6 separate regions of the Sus scrofa genome follow, and all the other regions are linked to region 6. Evidence: chromatin contacts called from public Hi-C and promoter capture Hi-C data. All regions are on one chromosome and are shown on one strand. The core of a region is the stretch at or near the end of the contact, and the rest is flanking DNA. Distances in the headings are between cores, read along the strand shown. Region 1 holds the start of MCL1 (MCL1, BCL2 family apoptosis regulator). Region 2 has its middle 17 kb from the start of MCL1. Region 3 holds the start of ADAMTSL4 (ADAMTS-like protein 4). Region 4 holds the start of GOLPH3L (Golgi phosphoprotein 3-like). Region 5 holds the start of ENSA (alpha-endosulfine). Region 6 holds the start of ARNT (aryl hydrocarbon receptor nuclear translocator).

Evidence for each region. Promoter capture Hi-C pulls out the DNA fragments that hold promoters and counts their contacts. A called contact is a pair of places that touch in the nucleus more often than the background predicts.
Region 1: a promoter capture Hi-C map of fetal liver shows a contact between it and region 6, with 2.9 times the contacts expected there. The contact joins the promoter of MCL1 here to the promoter of ARNT in region 6. A contact is called at or near these places in 2 of 5 promoter capture datasets (fetal liver and liver), 2 of 47 Hi-C or Micro-C datasets (epiblast stem cells and heart right ventricle) and 2 of 2 datasets of contacts at active chromatin or transcription factors (alveolar macrophages and skeletal muscle).
Region 2: a contact with region 6 is called in a Hi-C map of liver, with 2.6 times the contacts expected there. The contact joins the enhancer-like site here to the promoter of ARNT in region 6. A contact is called at or near these places in 3 of 5 promoter capture datasets (fetal skeletal muscle and liver), 2 of 47 Hi-C or Micro-C datasets (embryonic fibroblasts and liver) and 1 of 2 datasets of contacts at active chromatin or transcription factors (alveolar macrophages).
Region 3: a contact with region 6 is called in a promoter capture Hi-C map of fetal liver, with 2.4 times the contacts expected there. The contact joins the promoter of ADAMTSL4 here to the promoter of ARNT in region 6. A contact is called at or near these places in 2 of 5 promoter capture datasets (fetal liver and liver), 2 of 47 Hi-C or Micro-C datasets (epiblast stem cells and heart right ventricle) and 2 of 2 datasets of contacts at active chromatin or transcription factors (alveolar macrophages and skeletal muscle).
Region 4: a contact with region 6 is called in a Hi-C map of liver, with 4 times the contacts expected there. The contact joins the promoter of GOLPH3L here to the promoter of ARNT in region 6. A contact is called at or near these places in 2 of 5 promoter capture datasets (fetal liver and liver), 5 of 47 Hi-C or Micro-C datasets (embryonic fibroblasts, epiblast stem cells, heart right ventricle and 2 more) and 1 of 2 datasets of contacts at active chromatin or transcription factors (alveolar macrophages).
Region 5: a promoter capture Hi-C map of fetal skeletal muscle shows a contact between it and region 6, with 3 times the contacts expected there. The contact joins the promoter of ENSA here to the promoter of ARNT in region 6. A contact is called at or near these places in 2 of 5 promoter capture datasets (fetal skeletal muscle and liver) and 3 of 47 Hi-C or Micro-C datasets (embryonic fibroblasts, heart right ventricle and liver).

What each region holds. Positions count from the first base shown.
Region 1 is chr4:98,560,671-98,564,017 of Sscrofa11.1, forward strand. It overlaps MCL1 (MCL1, BCL2 family apoptosis regulator), which reads left to right and starts at 1,422. Exons shown (of 3, transcript NM_001348806.1): 1 at 1,422-2,254; 2 at 2,608-2,855. The coding sequence starts at 1,564.
Region 2 is chr4:98,543,910-98,547,237 of Sscrofa11.1, forward strand. No RefSeq gene overlaps it. Among named protein-coding and RNA genes, the nearest start is that of MCL1, 17 kb to the right of the region's middle. Within about 2 kb of position 1,297, at least 18 of the 83 cell types and tissues checked have an H3K27ac peak or open chromatin away from gene starts, as enhancers often do. A contact at or near this core is called in alveolar macrophages and liver, where this site is marked.
Region 3 is chr4:98,587,340-98,590,613 of Sscrofa11.1, forward strand. ADAMTSL4 (ADAMTS-like protein 4) reads right to left here and starts at 1,916. Exons shown (of 19, transcript XM_013997190.2): 1 at 1,751-1,916; 2 at 1,166-1,239.
Region 4 is chr4:98,469,064-98,472,187 of Sscrofa11.1, forward strand. GOLPH3L (Golgi phosphoprotein 3-like) reads left to right here and starts at 1,404. Exons shown (of 5, transcript XM_013997188.2): 1 at 1,404-1,601. It overlaps HORMAD1 (HORMA domain containing 1), which reads left to right. Exons shown (of 15, transcript NM_001194981.1): 15 at 1-587.
Region 5 is chr4:98,526,305-98,529,909 of Sscrofa11.1, forward strand. It overlaps ENSA (alpha-endosulfine), which reads left to right and starts at 1,598. Exons shown (of 4, transcript XM_021089895.1): 1 at 1,598-1,797; 2 at 3,474-3,599. The coding sequence starts at 1,744.
Region 6 is chr4:98,331,420-98,334,910 of Sscrofa11.1, forward strand. It overlaps ARNT (aryl hydrocarbon receptor nuclear translocator), which reads left to right and starts at 2,040. Exons shown (of 22, transcript NM_001315687.1): 1 at 2,040-2,200. The coding sequence starts at 2,176.

The DNA.
Region 1 (3,347 bases), core at 172-2,671, 230 kb after region 6:
AAAGCTTAAAGTGAGGCTGGGAGAAGGGAATATGGGACGTTTAAGGATATAAAAGAAGGTGTTCAATAGTCATCTTGGATCACAGGAGAGTGAATCGATTAAGGAACTGCAATAGGATTACTGAACACTTGAGATTTCTGGCTATAAGCTTAAAGTGAAACCAGCAATGCACTTCCTTCTACAGCCTCTGAAGAAGAAACCGCTTTTGCACGCAAATTTGCTCAATCTCTTTCCCCTAAATAAAATCGCGTTCTAGAAAGCAGAGCAGAAAAAGCTACCTCTTCCATAAAGTCTTCCCCTAGCTCTCCTAGCCGAAAGTGAATTTTCCAGCCTCTTAATTCCAATATTAAGTTGTTGATGCCTCCTATATTCCATCTCACATTATGGTTTGTTGCTGTGCAAGATTTTACATTCCTTAAATAGATAAACCATTTCTTATTCACTACAACCGCAGGATGTTTCTCTCCAAACTTTCTGCCCCTTATTATAAAGCTCCATGCTTCTAGGTCTTGCCCAAATACATAATCCTGTGGTACAGGTGCCCTATTTCCTTATTAAAGTGATGTTTTCAGGAATAGGAACCATGCTCACCTTTCCTGCTTCTGTCCCTCAAATACTTTGCTCTTGAATTTTAGCTATTACTAATTTTACAGATCTTTTAGGAAAAACAGGTTGCTTCAATTAATGTTAACTCACATATATGGTATATAACAAGATCCATGTCCTTAAGGGGTTTACCCCTAGATTCAAATGTCTCTTATCAACGTAAGTGGTATCAAGAGTCTCAGAAGATGTAGTGAACGAGTAAGACATATATAAAAAGCATGAGAGAGATGGCGATGGGAGAAAGCAAATAGGGAGACAGGCATAAAATTTAGCTGGAGCAGAACAATTTCGCTTTGCGAATTTACGTAAAAATGATTCTATAGGTCAGTCCATGGAGCGTCCCCGTTTCCACACAATGTTGGAATGAGAGTACAGAGCTGAGGTTGCGCAAAATAACTACATTTTCCCAACAGTGTCCTCATATTCATCCATCCTAAGGCTGTGGTCCCGCATCCGTGGCAGAATTTACTCATCCCTCTTCCTCAATCTCCGAGTGACTCGAGGGTTAGGACTGTGGTGTGGGGGAAAAAAAAAACAACCCTCCGGTACAAAAGCAACAGAAGGGGCTTGCAAATCAGCACTCAGGGAAGCGACGAGGTAGCAATCCCCAGCCGGCCCAGACCGGCACGGGTGAAGAGCGCAAGCCCACCTTGCAGAGGGCTGGAGCCAAGGTTACGTAACGGGCCGCGAGAGGTTCGGAGAGCCGGAAGCCCCGCCCCCCGAACCGCCGGTTAGGTGCCGTGCGGTGCTGCATTCTCCGGAAGCTTCCGCCCCTTGCCCTTTTACGGGGGTTCAATTTTTTTTTTTTTTTTTTTAGAGAGTTGCTGACGCCACTGCGGACTGGTTCTAAAACTGCGATCTAGGAGTGCCTCTCTCAGACCTTACTTCCGCTTCCTTCCCGTAAGGAGTCGGGCCTCCCCCATTTTTCTGCCAAGGTGGTGGCGGCGGCGGCTTGCGATGTTTGGCCTCCAGAGAAACGCAGTAATCGGACTCAACCTCTACTGTGGGGGGGCCGGATTGGGGCCTGGAAGCGGCAGCAGCGCCTCCGCTCCGGGAGGCCGTCTCTTGGCTACGGGAAAAGAGGCCACGGCCCGGCAAGAGGTAGGGGGAGGGGAAGCCGGCATGGTGATTGGCGGAAGCGCCGGCGCGAGCCCCCCGTCCACTCCTGCGCCAGACGCCCGGAGGGTCGCGCGGCCCTCGCCCATTGGCGCCGAGGGCCCCGACGTCACCGCGACCCCCGCCAGACTGCTGTTCTTCGCGCCCACCCGCCTCGCGTCGCCGCCTGAAGAGATGGAATCCCCGGCCTCCGACGCCATCATGTCTCCCGAAGAGGAGCTGGACGGGTACGAGCCGGAGCCCCTCGGGAAGCGGCCGGCCGTCCTGCCCTTGCTGGGGTTAGTCGAGGAGGCCAGTAGTGGCCCCGGCACGGACGGCTCGCTCCCCTCGACGCCGCCCCCGGCAGAGGAGGAGGAGGACGAGTTATACCGGCAGTCCCTGGAGATTATCTCTCGGTACCTTCGGGAGCAGGCAACCGGCGCCAAGGACGCGAAGCCAATGGGCGGGTCTGGGGCCGCCAGCCGGAAGGCGTTAGAGACCCTGCGACGGGTCGGGGACGGGGTGCAGCGCAACCACGAGACGGCCTTCCAAGGTAAGGGGGTTAGTCGTGAAGGCTGCCCTGCTTTTTCTTTCTCTTTAGCTCTCTGGACTCACGCACCTTCGGTGGGTGGAAACCGAAACGAGTCCATGTTGAAACGACTCTTATCCCATTTCTGAAACCAGAATATTCTGGCCGTGAGTCATTGTTTCCGCCCACTTGATTCTTTTGGAAATGGCAGCTCTGTTCAAAGCCCGGAAAGGGTGGGATGTCAATTTTCAAGTGGGAACGGCCTAAATTCTATAGAGCTCAAATAGCGATTTCCCCCGTCGTGGGTGGGCAGGCGAATCGTGCCCTGGTTTAGACAAAGGAGGCGGTGAGAACCTGCATGCTTTTTTTCCTCTCAGGCATGCTTCGGAAACTGGACATCAAAAACGAAGACGATGTCAAATCTTTGTCTCGAGTGATGGTCCACGTTTTCAGTGACGGAGTAACAAACTGGGGCAGGATTGTGACTCTTATTTCTTTTGGTGCCTTTGTGGCCAAACACTTGAAGAGTATAAATCAAGAAAGCTGCATCGAACCGTTAGCAGAAAGCATCACAGATGTTCTCGTAAGGACAAAACGAGACTGGCTAGTCAAACAAAGAGGCTGGGTAAGTTTCATTTAAGGTTGAAAAGGGGACTTGAAGAAGTGGGGATGGAGTGGAGGGTTTTATAGAGAAAGGGGATATCTAGAGGTTTTTACAGATGCACAACTCAGTTTTCGGGCTCTAACTTAATGTACCTCTGAATACGTTGCATCAAAAATTCTAGTTTTATGAAAAGTTTAGGCTATTTTACTGATTGAGTCTTTCGTTTTGGGTTATTTTACTATAATTCAGCTGGATACTCCTCACACCAGTGGATTCAAATTATGAAGAAACAAAAAATCACCTGGAGATAATAGAAAAAATTATTGAAATTGCTCCTCCCTTTTAATTGCATAATCTGTCTCCTTTGCAGTCTGGGGGTAATAATTGGTTCCTGGTTGTGTTTTGGGAGGAACCTTAGCTATTTTAATTCATCTCTTTTTTTGTGTGGCCACACCCAAGACTTGCAGAAGTTTCCAGGCCAGAAATCGAACCCGCACCACAGCAGCAGCCCTA
Region 2 (3,328 bases), core at 47-2,546, 210 kb after region 6:
GGGCTATGGAGTCCAGTCTCCTCAGGCCTGCCTCTCAAGGTATGAGTAGAATGTTGAGCATTCCATCTCTGAGAAGACATTCTAGGAAAAAGAGAATGGAACAGTAGTTTAAGTAATGATTACAAAGAGGAATGAGTAAGCTAGACTAAAGTGAAGAACCGGAGGAGGGTCCTTCATTCATTCGTTCATCAAGTATTTATTGAACTCCAGCCAGAGCTTTGTCTTGTTCATTTCTATATCCTCAGCATCAGGAATGGTGTTTGGGGAGTGCCGGTTGTGGTGCAGTGGAAACAAATCTGACTAGGAACCATGAGATTGTGGGTTCAATCCCTGGCCTCGCTTAGTGGATTAAGGATGTGGCATTGCCTTGAGCTGTGGTATAGGTTGCAGACGTGGCTCAGATGCTGCATTACTGCAGCTATGGCATAGGCTGGCAGCCGTAGCTCCAATTTGACCCCTAGCCTGGGAACTTCCGTATGCCACAAGCATGGCCCTTAAAAGCAAAAATAAATAAATAAATGAAAATAAAAGAATGGTGTTTGGGGGAGTTCCCACTGTGGCACAGCAGGTTAAGGATCTGGCATTGTCTGCAACAGCATGGGTTTGATCCCCGGTCTGATGCAGTGGGTTAAGGATCCAGCATTGCTGTAGCTGTGGTGTAGGTTGCAACTGCAGCTTGGAGTCAGTCCTGGCCTGGGAACTTCCATGTGCCACAGGTCCCCCTGCCTCAAAAAAAGAATGGTGTTTGGCACATATATTTTCAATAAATATTTATTTGAGAAATAAATTGTTCACTAATTTGTGTTCAGATTAATCTAAAAAGGAGTTTCATTCATCTAAAAAGGACTCTTTTAAACAGTCTCTAAATGGCAGCAGTAGTGGAAAAGCAGGAAGATGAAACCTCTAATGAGAGGACAATGTTGAAAGGTTACTCCCCACACAAAGCTGGGTTTCTCTTTTGGAAAACTTTTTTTTTTTTTAATGACCCATTCACAGCCAGGTCTTTATTTTTTGGCTGCTTCAAACCATATGGAGTTGCTCGGCCAGGGGATCAGTTAGATCCCCAAGCCACAGTTGCAGCCTATGCCATGGCTGTGGCAATGCCAGATCCTTTAACCCATTGTGCCAGGCTGGGGATCAAACCTGCGTCCTCGCATTGCAGAGACACTGCCAATCCTGTTGTGCCACAGGAGGAACTCCTCTTTTGGAAAACTTCTAGATGAGCCACATGACTAAGAAAGAAGAGGTACAGGCCAAGTGCTCAGAATGTCAACCAAGGATAGCTTTTTCTGTAAAACATTAACGTATGACAGGAAAAGAGCACTAAATACCGGTAACCACATTGTGGTAAAGTGGCCCCTTCAGGTAAGAGAAACATTTTGATATTAACAGAAGTTTAGTGACAGAGGCACTTGGTATTTTTAGATGGACATTTCTTGAACCTTCTTCTGACATATTTATCATGGGTAGATACCAGAAATTAATGTAAAATATGAACTCTTAGTTATTAACTCTTTATTATAACATTTAGATTGAAAAGATTGAACTGAATAGAATTTATACAGTATAAGAACTTTTCTCAAATGATATTGCTAGAACTCCATACCCATTAACAGGCATCATTCTTTTTTATTTTTCCTGCACTCATGGAATGTGGTAGAAGTTCCTGAGCTAGGGATCAAACCCAACCACAGCAGTGACAAGACCAAATCCTTTACTGCTAGGCTACCAGGGAACTCCATATAAATATCATTTTTTTTTCTTTTTCTTTTTTTGGCCGCACCCATGTGATATATGGGAGTTTCAGGGCCAGGGATTAAATCTGAGCCGCAACTGCAACTTACACTGGAGCTGGGGATTGAACCCACACTTCCACAGCGATCTGAGACACTGCAATCAGATTCTTTTTTTTTTTTTTTTTTTTTTTTGGTCTTTTTAGGGCCGTACCTGTGGAGGTTCCCAGGCTAGGGGTCAAATCAGAACTGTAGCTGCTGGCCTACACCACAACCACAGCAATGCCAGATCAGAGCTGCATCTGCGACCTACACCACAGCTCAGCAAGGATGGATCCTTAACCTACTGAGCAAGGCCAGGGATCAAACCTGCAACTTCATGGTTCCTAGTCGGGTTCGTTAACCACCGAACCATGATGAGAACTCTGCAGTCAGATTCTTAACCCACTGTGCCACAGCAGGAAATCCATGAACATCATTCTTGATCACGTGCCAGCTACTTAACTTACAGTCCCAAACCCAATTAGTAACATTAAACTGATAATTACGCTAGTTTTTGGCCATGCTAACACCACATGGAAGTTCCTGGGTCAAGAATACATCCTATGCCACAGTAGCAACCCAAGCCACAGCAGTGACAGTGCTGGATACTTAACCCAATGAGCCACATGGGAACTCCTAGAATATTTATATTTTTAACTGCAGATAAAACTCTTATGGTAGAGAAGTTCCCGTCATGGTGCAGTGGAAACAAATCCAACTAGGAACCATGAGGCTGTGGGTTTGACCCTGATCTCGCTCAGTGGGTTAAGGATCCGGCGTTGCCATGAGCTGTGGTGTAGATCTCAGACGCAGCTCAGATCCTGTGTTGCTATGGCTGTGGTGTAGACCAGCAGCTGCAGCTTGGATTCGACCCCTAACCTGGAAACCTCCGTATGCTGCAGGTGTGGCCCTAAAAACGCAAAGCAAACAAAGGAGGAGAGTCCTGGTTTGATATTAAAGTCCATGTCTGAAACACCTTTTATGACTAGGAAAGTCTGAATCACCCTCAGACTTCCCTCTATTGCACTTCTGAGTCATTTCCTTTTCCAATGACCCAAACTGGGGGGTATAGCCTCATGCAAGAGTTTTGCAACTAAAAGGACATTGAAGATCATTTTGTTCAGTGAAGCTGTGGCCAAGAAATCTGTTGGCACAGCCTCTGTCAAGCAGGTTTTCCTATATTCCAGACCCTCTTCTCTAGAAGCTGACTTCACAAATTGGGACTCCAGCTTAAAAATTATTTTTGTTAGAAGCAAACAGACAAAATACTTGAGTTGGGGAGTTCCTGTTGTGGCTAGAAACAAACCCGACTAGAATCCATGAGGACTCATGTTTGATCCCTGGCCCCACTCAGTGGGTTAAGGATCTGGTGTTGCCATGACCTGTGGTGTAGGCCAGCAGCTGAAGCTCCGATTCAACTCTTAGCCTGGGAACTTCCATATGCTGCGGGTTCTTGAGTTGGAAGTTTGAAAGGCACTCAGAGCCCAAGGAAACAAGATGATGTCTATGGTATTCCCTTCAAGTAGTTTGACCTTTCCTGCAATGGACCCAAG
Region 3 (3,274 bases), core at 666-3,165, 260 kb after region 6:
AGAACCTGGGAAGGGGAGATGCAGCTAGAGATGTCGTTGCTCCCCAGTCCCGCATTGGTCTATCTTCTGAAGAGCTGGGAAGTCCATCCTGAAGTCTAGCCTTGATCATCTGGGAAGCAGAACTTAGTCCCCTGGTCTAAGCCTGACTCTTCCACCGCTCCCCCTTGCCCCCCAACCCCTTCCTGCTCACAGTGAGGCCTTTCCACCCCCACTCCTCAGGCTGCTTGGAGCTCTGCTTTCCAGGAAAAAAAAAAAAATGTTTCTGTTGGATCTGAAAGGCACCCGGGAGAGGAATCCAAGGAGCTAATGCCGAGGTGGGCCAGCTCAGGGGCAGGAAAATGACAGCGGGAAGGGCAGGAATGTGCTTGGGGGTAGCAACTCCCAGCCCGCACTCCCCTCCCTGAGACCCCAGGACTTGGGAAGTTGAGGGAGGGGTCGCAGTGGTTGAGCCCGAGCTGCAGGGTCTCTTCAGCTCCTTGGGGTTGGGAAGGGGTTGCTGATGTCTGCTCCTTCCCTTGGCTGGGCTGGCCACTGAGGTCAGCAACTCCACCCTGATGGGGGATCGGGTAGGGGCTCCAGAGAAGGGCCAACGTTCCACCCAAGCCTTCAGCTCTCTGCCTGCCTCTCACTGGAGGGAGGTTGAAGGGAAGGAGAGATGGGGTGATGGTCACTGTCTACCCCTTCTTGCTGCCAGGCCCCTCTCCAATCCCTCTCTGCTTCTGCTCGCAGCTACCCCAGGTCTGTATCTTGCTTTCTCTCTCCATGGGTCTACCCAGTACACATAATCCTGTCCTGAGCTGAGTTTGGCTTTGGCAGTTCCCTGGAGAAGTGAGGGGTGGGGGGTGGGGTGACGTGAGCTCCTGGGGCCATGGCCAGGCCTGGCTCCCTCTCTGGAAAAGTCCTACCCCACCTCCTGCATAGCTGGGCAGGGGGCCGACACCCCCTCCACTGCGGAAACAGACACACATTTGTGTTTTTCACCCTTTTCATGTTCCTCATCTGGTGTGTCTCACCGCCCAGGGTGAGGAAAGGAGAGGTCAGAAGTGGTCACCCTTGGGCCAGGCTAACATTGGTCTAGACGAACCTGGGCTCCTCCCGGCCACACCTCCACACTGGCCAGTGAAGATTAAGGAGAGACTAACCCCTTCACCCCCAGGGGACCCACCTCTGGGAAATGGGTGCCACGGAGGGGCAGGAGGCTGGACAGCAGGTTCCAGGGCTGGCTGGAGAGTCCCTATGCTGAGAGAAAACACTTTGGTTCTCCTTGCACCTTCCACTCCTGAGTGAGGGAGGCCCAACCCGACAGGTGTCCTTCCTTTCCAATCAGGCTGAGTTTGATCACGGGCACCCACCAGCACCCCTCCCATCGTCCCTATCCCCCAACTCCAGGGCCAAAGGACGGGGGTGGAGGGTGGGATACACATCCTCCAGGAGCACCCTTTCAGATGAGGGCAGGTGGCGCCCGGCGCATGCCGCGAGGTCCTGCGTATGTTTTCCGACTTTATGACTTAGTAGGAATTTTGGCCGGGTGACGGGGCCAGCGTTCCAAGGGATCAGACCCCCTCCCCAGGAATCCGGCCCCAGGGACTGGAAGATCTTCCGAGGCTCTAAGAGCTGGGGCCGGGGTCGTGGCTGGGGCGCGACCCTGGGGAGCAGGGAACTCGGGTGGCGCGGGCGCGCAGGGCCGGTGGTCTAACGGGACCTGGGAGAGAGGGCAGCCGGGGCCAGGGGTCCCAGGGAAGGTCTGTACCTGCTCTTCGAGGCCCCGGCGGCCCGTTAACCCCTCTGCGCCCGGGCGCTCTCTCGAGACAGCTTTGCTCCGCGGCGGCCACGGCGGCCCTTGAGCCGGGCTCCGGACTCTGCCGCCTCCGGCCGCGGCTCCGCCCCCGCCACGCCCCCTCTCCGCCCCCACTCCGCCCTCCCGCCACGCGCCCGGCCCGCGCCCCTCGCCGGCCCCCGGGTCTGGGCGGCCCACCCCGAGCCCCCGGCTCGCTAAGGCCACCCACCCAGAGTAGCGGGACTAGCTACTCCCGCCCGGCGCCCGCCGACGGCTCGAGGGGGCGAAGCCGAAGGGGTCCCAGCCCTGTTCGAAGACAGCCATCGCCCCCGGGCACTGTCTCCCGGCCTGGCTGCGGCTCGGGACTCCGGGACCCGGGCCTCCCAGCCGGCTCCGAGTGGGCGGTGCGAGTGCTGCGCCTGCCCTGGCGGGGCGGCCGCGAGGGGCGCCAAGGGGCTGGGTGGTTCCTGTACACCAGCGGCGTGGACGAGCCTCTGGGCCCAGATCTGGGCACTGCTGGGCCGAGATAGACCCGCACGATCCCAGATGCCCCATCGGCGGAGGCCCTCTCCTCCACGCAGCCTCTGGTGCAAGCACACTCTCATCCCTGCCTCTCCCACGTTTGGCTGTGAACCATGTGGTTCTGGCTGCTCAGGGGACCTCTATGAGCCTCGGTTTCTTCTTTTTCTTCTTCTTCTTCTTTTTTTTTTTTTTTTTTTTTCTTCTTTTCTTTTTTGGTCTTTTTAGGGCCACACCAGGGGCATAGGGAAGTTCCCAGGCTATGGGTATAACCAGAGCTGCAGTCCCGGCCAACACCACAGCAACGCAGGGATCCGAGAAGCTTCTGAACCTATGCCACGGCTCATGGCAAGACCAGATCCTTAGCCCGCTGAGCGACGCCAGGGATCGAACCCACATCCTCATGGATACTTGTTGGATTGATTACCGCTGAGCCAGGAGGGGAACTCCAAGCCTAGGTTTCTTCATCCATAAAATTTGACACACAGGGCATAGCGGGAGGAATGCGCTGACTTAGGAGTCAGACGATTTAGATTTGAATCTCTGCTCCAGGACTTGTCAGCTCTGTGGTCTTGGATGAGTACTTCAAACTTTCTGTGCTGCAGTTTCCTCATCTGTAAAATGGGCTTATCTGATTCATATGACAGGCTTGGAGATACGTCTGTCTATTTATGGAAGAATACATCCCAGACTCAAAATTGGAGACAATACCTGGGGAGGGGTTGTGGGGTTAGGAGGCTGTCACTCTATGCTTATATGTTTTTGAATTTTTAACCATGAGCATTATCTATGTCATTAGTTAAAAACAAAGAAAAATAATATATACAAAATGGCTGACAGTAGATAACAAATGGACACTACGATTTAAATTTTTATTTGCCATTTATTCATCAACCGCAGTCGTGTATTATTGAGTCTATTCAGTTTGTTTGTTTGCTGTATTTTTTTGCTTTTTCTAGGGCCACTCCCTCGGCATAT
Region 4 (3,124 bases), core at 154-2,653, 140 kb after region 6:
AATGATTTTCTTCATGTTTGCAAAGTTCTTCACAACATTTAAATGAAAGGACACTATATTACTATTTTAAGGTGTGTTTGCCCTACCACTGAAAACTTATAGGTAGTCTTAAGCAGTTAGTACACTGAAATGAATTCTTAGCTATCATATGATGATCTTTAATCTTATCTGAGACAAATTCAAGAGAACTTTTGAGTAAGAACAAAAATAACCAGTGTTGTAATTTATTCTGTTAATTATCTACTCAATTTGATCTATATTCCATTTGGTGGACATTTCCTTTAAACTTATATTAACTTTTAAGGCCCTCTTAAGCCATTTTTTGAAGTAAATAATGTTTATTTTGGTATTAAATTTTGATAGGAATTCATTTTTTACCTATGTTAAAACCATATAATTTAACTGCCTGTGTTTGTCATTATGTTGTTAAAACAATGTTATTCAGTACTTTGATATAGTGTATTAACATAATAATATATAATGTGCAATTAAAAATTGGTGCTTACTTTTTTAGCATTTTTTACAAGACAAAAAAGACTAAAAGTCTGACATTTTGGGTAGCATAAATAAAACATTGTTCAGCATCTAGACTCGTTCATGGCTTCTAATTTTTATTTAAATAGCAGAAAATGTTTAGGCACTAATTTTGACATCATTTCAGTAGATGTTACTTAAGAGTTGAGCACACTTCCTAGAACTTTTGGTAGTGTGAAAGAAACTGTGTTTTTAGTGAGAAATCTGGGATCTGATTTCAGACTTGACTGTTTCCTGTGCTCTACAAAAGGAAGACTTAAAACTTGTCTGTTTGCCTCTTGCAGTTTCAGCAGCCATATTCTAAAAACATACATTATCCATGAGCTCGCCAGTAGCAAGCACTAATAGAGAAAGTATGAATGCTATGGTAGAAATGTGCCTACCCTGTTTAATATAAACCAAATAAACGTCCACAAACTAACCCAGATCAGGTTTTTCTGGAGCAGGAAAGTTAGGGTTAAGCTAATTGTCGAAAACAGCCAATTTTTTAAATGTGTTCTTAGCTTTATTGGATCCCCAACTATCACACCTAATTGTCCCACTATACACTGCTACAGTAACACACCTGCTACACTGAAGTCAGTTGACCAACAGAAACCTTTGTAGATGGGCAGCTGGTGATAGCTCACGGAAGGCTTTGATTGGCCGGATTAGTGGGGGTGGGGAGTGCAGCCCTCTTTCCTCTCTCTACCAAGGTTCCTTCATTGGATTGACCAGCTGTCAGGTTAAACCCAAACCTGCCTCCTTTCGGTGGTGTTTGTCTGGATCGCAACACAATAGCCGGGGGGGAGAGCCTCCTCTTGTAAGCTCTGATTGGCTGAACTCAGCTTTGGAGCTTTCTGATTGGTCTAATGAAGAAACACCAAGGTAGGTTGCCTAGTGATCCTGAGGAAGCTGATGTGTTATTCCTTCTTTGCATCGAAGGATCAGGAAGTTTGTTCCCTTTGCGTGGCTGAGAAGTTTTTCACCTACTAGGACGGGGGTGGGGGGTGGGGGTGGGGACACGTGTCCTAAAATTGAGCTCAAGCTGCAGCCTGCCTTTGGCGGTAACCCAGGAGTAACGTCAGGTAAGCAACGGGGTGAATACATTTCCTAACATCCAAAAAAACCTCCAAGTTTTTTATTTTATGGGGTGAGGGAGGTTTTTATTTAATTTTGGAGCTATTGGTTTTTTGATTTTTTTTGGCTTTTTCCAAATAGTATTTTTAATTAGTAAATGCCCAGGGGCGATTAACTCCTCAAAGAAAATTTTTTATTTTTTTCCCCCAAAGATTTAAAATTTTTTGGATTGGATTAGGAAATAAACCTGTTCCTTATGCCAGATAGGCTTAGTGCTCTTAAGCAATTGTTTCTTGGTTCTCTTCCTCTTTCACTCTTCCCGCCTCCCACCAAGAGTTATTTGAAATATAGCCTTGTACAGAGAATCTCTTGTAAGTCACTTCATTTGTATTTCTTTTTAAATGTTCAAATGCTTTTCTGAGTATTCATTTTAATCAGTATATATTTATCGAGCAGTTACAACGTTAAAGACATTGTGCTAGTTGCTATGGAGAATATAAAAACCCAAGAAGACAATGTCCCTGCCCTCAAGAAGTTTACATTTGAGAGACAGCCATACCAAATGAAAGACTATAATAAATACTTTAAAGGAAGTAAGTATAAATAAAATTGTATGAAAGTACAGCTGAGGGAGAGACCTGTCCTGGCGATGGGACATATGGGTAATGAAGAAGCAGATTCACTTAAGAATAGGCCTTTGAAGAATGGGTAGAATTTAGAGAGGAAGGGAAAAGGGAAAGAACTTTAGCTTGTAAGAATGAGCGGAGGTGGAATTTAAGGGACATGTTTGAAAAATGGTTTAACAGTACATAATTGGGAATAATGGGAAGATTGCTAGAAGGTAGAATGGGATCCAGTCAGAGAGGCTTTTGAATGCATTCTTTTGATCTTGAAAAAGCTATTCTTTTCAATAATTGCTAGTTTAAAATATTATATTTCATCTTAAAAATTGGCATTTAGATTTATGTGAAGTATACTAACTTTATCACAGCTGATAATGCAGTTACTCTTGACTAGATTTTTACAACTGTAGTGCATGGTATAAAAAGGCTTGTACTTTCATAGTTTTGGTAATTGAGAAAGAATATACTAATCTTTTTTTTTTTTTTTTTTTTTTTTTTTTTTTTGCTATTTCTTGGGCCGCTCCCGCGGCATATGGAGGTTCCCAGGCTAGGGGTTGAATTGGAGCTATAGCTGCCGGCCTACGCCAGAGCCACAGCAACGCTGGATCCGAGCCACGTCTGCAACCTACACCACAGCTCATGGCAACGCCGGATCGTTAACCCACTGAGCAAGGGCAGGGACCGAACCCGCAACCTCATGGTTCCTAGTCGGATTCGTTAACCAGTGCGCCATGACGGGAACTCCAGAATATACTAATCTTTTAGCATTTTCTTGCCAGTACTTTTTGTTGGTAGCTGTTTGTGTATTCACAAGATGACTAGCCTAGGGATAGAGACAAAAGTTTTCTAGCTATATGGAGTTACCATACATGATCTTCTGAATGTTATTCTCCAGACTAGCACTCTTC
Region 5 (3,605 bases), core at 348-2,847, 190 kb after region 6:
CCCTCGTCCGCGTGGATACTAGTCATGTTGGTTACCGCTGAGCCACAACGGGAATGCCGCCACTTCTTTATCCTGGCATTCAAAGCCCTCCAGGTTCTGGACTCAATTCTATTTTTTTGGCCTTCATGCTGACCCCATCACCTAGAATACCCTTTCTTCCTTCACCTTTACCTGGCAAACTTCTAAATTCTTTAAAGCTGTTCAAATACTCACCTCCATCACAAAGTTTTTTGTTTTTGTTTCTGTTTTGGCAGGGACTCTGAACCTTCCTTTGAACCCCTATACCACTTTTATTAACAGTTTTATTTTAATGCTGACCAGACTTTGCCTCATATGATAAAAGCTGTGTTTTCTATGCTTCTCAAACTTTTCCATTAGAAGTATATCTAATTATACAGAAAAAATGAACGGAAAGCCCCAGGGCTGTCACAATAGGCTGCCTGGAATATTAATTTTTTTTTAGGGCCACACCCACTGCCCACGGAACTTCCTATGCTAGGGGTTGGATCCGAGCTTTAGCTGCCAGCCTATGCCACAGCCACAGCAATGTGGGGTCTGAGCTATATCTGCGACCTACACCACAGATCACAGCAACCCCGGATCTTTAACCCACTGAGTGAGGCTAGGGATCGAACCCGCATCCTCATGGATCCTGGTCAGGTTTGTTACCACTGAGCCACAACAGGAACCCCAAAATTAAATTTTAATGTGAATTTTTCAGTGTTATTATTAGACTGTTTTAATACTTAAATATGCTTTTTGACCAACACTCTAGGAAGATATGTCTATTTAACCTCAAGGATTTAGGGTACACCTGGCACTCTGTGAAAAACCTAACCCTCCCCACATGCCCACTAAACTAAGCTTTCTAGAGCAGACACTGCCTTACTACATATGTATCCCCTGTAAAAACAATACAGTGCCATCTACAGATGCTAAAAAAATACGGTTGAACTCTGACCCAGGATAGGTTAGCAAGTGTTAACTGTATTTACTAAATGTTTACCATGTACCTAGACATTTGTTGTTTCAAAAGAAGCTTATTCTTCATGGGACGACCCTGAACAAGTAAAAAAAACTGTACATAAAAGTAAAACCACGGAATGTAAGCCATCTGTGTTCTGCAAGGCGACTCAGTCTCTCCACATGGCAAGTGACACACTGGAGTAGTGTGGAGTACCACTTTAAAGTCCACTCTGACCTCTAAATTAATTTCTGGAGATTGATCATTTTCTGCTAACACTGAGCAAAGTTTAATCCTCTTTAACTGACAATAAAAGGCTTACATCCTCTCGCCCTGCATTTTGAAGCCCAGCAAAGCCTACTGCGCGCGGGGCGGTGGAGCGGAGGAAGCCTGACCCCACCAGAGCAGCAAAAAAAAAAAAAAAAAAAAAAAAAAAACCTAGCCGTACCGCCCCCTAACAGCCCCCACGGGTTTCCAATTGGTCCCTGTGGTTCATTCCCTTGGCAGATTGGCCTTCCAGCTTGCCCGTCGCTTCCACAGACCCCACATTTAGCTAGCAACTATTGGTAGATCGTTACGTCATTGCCCCATCTATCCTGCTCCCATTGGCTCGCACATGAAGGGGCGGTCATAACGTCACAGGCAAGAGCCGCCATTTTGACTGAGCAACCCTAGTGACAGGAGCCGAACAAGCCGCGCAGGTTGTCCCGTGTCCCCTCCCCCTTCCCTTCTCCAGTTGACTTCCCGGGTCCCCTACACTCCACAGTCCCGGCCCCGCCATGTCCCAGAAACAAGAAGAGAACCCTTCGGAGGAGACCGGCGAGGAGAAGCAGGTGAAATGGAGGGGGTGCGGGCGGGCAAGCTGGGCGACCGTGATGGGGCGGGAGACGATCTCCCACCGGTGCGGATTGGTCGCCATGGTCTCCGGCTCTGCAGGGGTTGGCCGCTTCTTGCGTCGTGCAGGGTGAGCCTCAACAAGGCCTGCTGCTTTGGCGCTGGTTAGTTGGGTGGCTTGTCATTCAGTGTTGTAACCTTTCTGATTGGCCAATGGGTCTTCGGCTCAGCCCTTTGGAGCTGTACTATAATTGGCCGAGCCTGGGCGCGGGGCGGGTGTTTGGAAAGACTCGGTGAATGAAAGGGGGCTGGTGGTCCCAGGATTCTGTGTGTTACTGGTTAGTAGGGGTAAAATGACCCAACATCTAGGCAGGGGCCCGCATTCTAAATCCTCAGAAGATACAGGTCGAGGGAAAGAAGTTTAAAAAGGACCACATTGGGAGAAGGGAGAAGCGGAATTATTATCATGGCTAGTTTAAGACAGCAACTTTCTCGAGAGACCTATTTTGACCACTGGGGATGGCCTGTTGCCCACCTTCAAAGAAGACCGAATAAGATTGAAGAGGACTAGGGCTCTGAACAGAATCACGGAGGTTAATCCTAGAAAAGACACCGAGACAGTAATGACAAAGAAAGACGCCACAATATTCTCCCCAGACTTCCAACTCAGGGGGACTTAGTTCACCCGCAGTTATGCGATGAAAACACGTCAACCTCTTTGGAGATTTGTATTTGACATAACATTTAGTATTGGACTCGGGGATTCATGATATATACCTGGTGTTGTATCTGCCAGTTTTCCAAGAGAAGTGAAAGTAAATCCATTTTAAAAAGAGCCACAGATTGGCTTCAAATCTTTTTTGAAAAGTCACTAAAGAAAAGGGCAGCAGGGCCCACGAAAAGTAAGAAGAGTAACAACGCAGTAAGAGCCCCTGCAAGCTAATTGGGCTCTTGGCATGTTACCCAAACTTCCATCACTTGCCCCACTAGGAAAGATGTTGATTTTTTAGCAAAGCTGGTGGGTAAATGCTAGTGGACCTACTGTATCATGATTTTCCTGAAGTTAAAAACTGTCATTTTAATCCGTTTACTTGTCACCTTCCTATGACAATGTTTATGGAATTGCTGAAGCAATGCTGTCTTGTTACTAAGGTGAAGATTTCTGGAGAAGGCCACAGAGTTATGCTCCTCCAAAGAGAGACTTTTCAGATAACCAGCTTAGAAGGGAACATCTCAGGAGAGTTATCCACTTTGATATCCCATTTGACCTGTATTACGTGTTAGGGACAGCCAAGGAACTTTCCTGTTCATCTTGTATCACCAGAAGCCCTGCTAGCTTTCTCTCTGTCTTTCCTAGCTTCATGTTGAATGAGCTATGACTCGCTCCTTGATTCAAGTATCGTGCTTATATATTACCTTTAACCCAGTACTCACAGGTCACTGGTGTGGTTCCTTGGGTGTAGTGTGAGAAGGAGCATATCTTTCTCTTCTCACAATACAGTCATCTTGGGCTTTAGGGATTTGAACAAAGGTTAGCTTCATTTAAAAATAGAGTGGAGATAGCATATTTACAAGTGGGTAGATCTCCAGGAAAAGGTAAGAGTATAAAAGTTATCAGTATTAGAAGCAGTTGCTTCTCAGTGTTTAATTTTATTGGCCCATTTGTTTCCTCCAGGACACGCAGGAGAAAGAAGGTATTCTCCCTGAGAGAGCCGAGGAGGCAAAGCTAAAGGCCAAATATCCAAGCCTAGGACAAAAGCCTGGAGGCTCCGACTTCCTCATGAAGAGGCTCCAGAAAGGGGTATGG
Region 6 (3,491 bases), core at 790-3,289:
ACTCTGAGGAAAATTAGGATGTGAAACTGGCCCTATATCAAAGGAATGATTTCAGTGAGCCCAGACCTTTGTATCTTCCCATACACAGAAAAGCTCTAAATTCCTTAATTTCAGATATCTAGTTTTCTGTTATTAACAGTAATCTTTTGTTTATACTAGGTAGGTAGATAGTTCCTACTACTTGCTCTTTGTTGCAAAACTCCTCTATGTCCTAGCTCCTCCCAGCCTCCTCAGAGCAATTTTCTCAGGGTTACTTGAGATGCTGCCTCCAGGGCTTTGGAGTTCTGTCCACCGAATAAAATATAACAATCAACTTTTAGGATGTGCAGATATTTATTTAGTCCTCAATACATAGTTTTAATATAACTTACTATTGGCGAAGTTAACCTTGATTATTTGGGAAAGATGGTATCTGTCAGTTTTCTTCACTGTAACATTACTATTTTCCCCTTTCCATATCCTATTCCTTAAAAGCAAACTCCTAAGCCAAATTCACAATCAAAGGAGGAAAATTAGGGAGTTCCTATTGTGGCTCAGTGGTTAAGGAACCCAACTGGTATTCATGAGGATGTGGGTTCAATCCCTTGCCTTGCTTGTTGGGTTAAAGATCCATCGTTGCTGTGAGCTGTGGTATAGGCTGCAGACACGCCTTGGATCCTGCATTGCTGTGGCTGTGATGTAGGCCGGCAGCTGCAGCTCTTGATTCAACCCCTAGCCTGGGAACTTACATATGCCAAGGGTGTGGCCCCAAAAAGACAAAAAAAAAAAAAAAAAAAGGAGGAGAATTAAGCTCTATCTCCTTGTAAATTTTCACTGCTACTGGTTACACTTCAAGGTACTTTTTTCATCAATGCATTTCTTTTGAGTGAGTGATTTTTCTCTTTTTGGTGAACTGGAAATACAACACAACAAACTGATAGCAAAGAAAATTTTAATTTTAACAAATGTAACAATAATATTCAAAATATGTTAAAATACCTTGGCTGAGTTAAACTATACTGTTAACTGAGAAAAGTGGATCTATGTAATCTTTGTAGGATACATACAAGAATTCAAAGATGCTCAAGAGTGTAATGGGATTTCTGTTAAAATTAGAATTAAATTTCTAATAGACAATTTGTGAAAGATATGTGAAACGGCAGTATGTTGCAGTGCTACACAAAGGGGATGAAGGGAAAATATTCCCAGAGTCAGACTTCTTCAGTTTGCCTCCACCGCTACTTACCAGCTGGGTGTCCATAGTTTAACCTCTTTGCTTCTGTTTCCTTATCTGCAAAACGGAAAAAATAACAGAATCTACCTCACAATGTTGTTATGAGGATTAAATGAAATACTATAAAACGGTTTGGACAGTGTCTGGCCCGAAGTGCTCAATGCTTCCTATTTTTTGAAAATAAATTTGTGCAATATTCATCTTATCAGTTCTCTGCTAAAAACCCGTCACCATGTCCCTTTCATTGATCAGAGGAAGTTATCCCACTCTTAATCAAAATATTTTCTTTATACATTGCCTCTTGTTTTGGCTGCCGATATCTCCCCTACCACACCACAAGCGCCCAGATACTCGAACACCACCAGTTCCATAAAAAGCATTCAAAACTCACTTATCTAACTTTTTTCAGCAGGTACAAAGGTCCTTGAAATAGGAAAAAACTAGGAAGGATTGCAAATCACTAAGTGAAGTTTAAACATATGAGCACCTGAAGAAGATCTACAAAAAAAATTGTCTGCAGAGTGGCCAGCCAGGCGAATCCACCACCCAGCGAAGCTTTTTAGTAAAATTGTTTTTCACTGACGTCACTGGATCTCTGACCTCTAACGCACTAGAGGCGGGATTAAAGAGACAGCTGGACTTCTTCCTTGCCCTCTCTCCTCCTCCGGACCCGCTGGCGGCTCAGTGGCCAGCCCGCCTCCGGTCGATTTGGCATTTCCATTGGCCAGTTTTCCAGAGGAGGCGGGCCTTGGGGGTGACCACGCCTCCTGGGCGGGGTCTCTCCGCCGTAGGGGTTGGGGACGGTGGGGGTTGCTGCAGCCGCCATCTTGGATTCCGCGGTAGCGGTGGCGGCATTACGGCGCCGCGTCTGGGGAGTGGCTCTCCCCTCCCCCTCCCCCCGGTTCGGTGGCGGCGGCTCCTCCCACTGGGGGGGTGGTACAGCGGCGGTGGCATCTGCGGCCATGGCGGCGACTACTGCTAACCCCGGTGAGGAGACGGAGGACTGGTGTGCCTCTAAAGAAGGAGGGGCTGAAGGGGTTGGCAGCTGGGGAGACCCAGGGCTGAGGGGCCGTAGTTGGGGTGAGAGCGCTGGGACGCGCGTAGGCGGTTAGGGGACAGTGGGGGAAGGGAGTGACCTGGGGGAGGGGCCCGACCCTGGGGCACTGGGGAGACCCGAAGTGGAGGGAGGGAGCAGGCGGGTGAGAGTTGGGGAATCCTTGCCCCGAGTTCTGTTGGAGCGGCTCTTGGCGCGGGGCTGGCCCGCCTCCACTCTTGTGGCGGCGTTCTGCTGTGTGGTGTGGTCCTCTTTCAACCCTCTGCCCACTGTGGACCTGCTTGATGCCGAGTAACTGTGGGCAGAGTGGCTCTTTTTACTTTAAAAGTGGTTTGGACTCTTAAGCACTGGACCACGTTGTTGTTTAGCTGAGGTGTGCTTCCAAACGTTTAGGTTATAAAGCCTTGAATTATACTCAATTTCTCTTGAAAAATAAAAAAGCTGTGCCCCTACCCCTCGCCCCGGGGGCTGTCCTTTGAAACTTACATTTGTGTATTAAAGATGCCTCTAGTGTCTGAAGGCGGAGGTTTGTGTAATGCTTGAGTTTCAGGATGAATCTTGCCAACAGCAAGCATCCAGGACCCAAGTTTAATTTGTTAGATGTGGGTCGAAGCAGTTCCCATTCTTTAAGAAAAGTTCAATTTATGCTATATCTCAATGAATATCTCTTCTAAAAGGAGAGCTTGAACATTTCGAAAAAATCTAGTCAGTCATGTCTAAGAGATGGAGTGGCGTGTAGTGCAGCATGTCTAGACAGATCAGGTCTTCACATTCCTAGTCCCAGTCCTCTTTCCACTATGTTACAGTTATTTCTCCCTGGGAAGTATTTCATTTTAGGGATCCCAGTTTACCTTGCTGACCTTGGCCATTTTCCAGAAATCCCTGTCTTTAATAGCCTTAAAAAAGAAGCCAGAGGTGGGGATGAATAATTTGGAAGTACCTTAGTGGGAGGGATTCACTGCCATTCCCTTGTTGAAATTTAAATTTTTTTCCGTGTCTCTGAAAGGGAGTATTATTTTGCAATACCAGGTTTTGCTATTACAGTTGAATCACTGTGAAATTTACTGTCTTTCCTACCATGTTTCTGGGAACAGAAGCTATTTAAAAGGAAGTTAACATTTGTCCACATGGTCAATATCATATTTTTAAATCTTGTTAATTTTTTAGAGGAAAAGGAGATAAAATTAATGGCTAAAATTCCATTGCAGAAAGTGCTGAGTGATG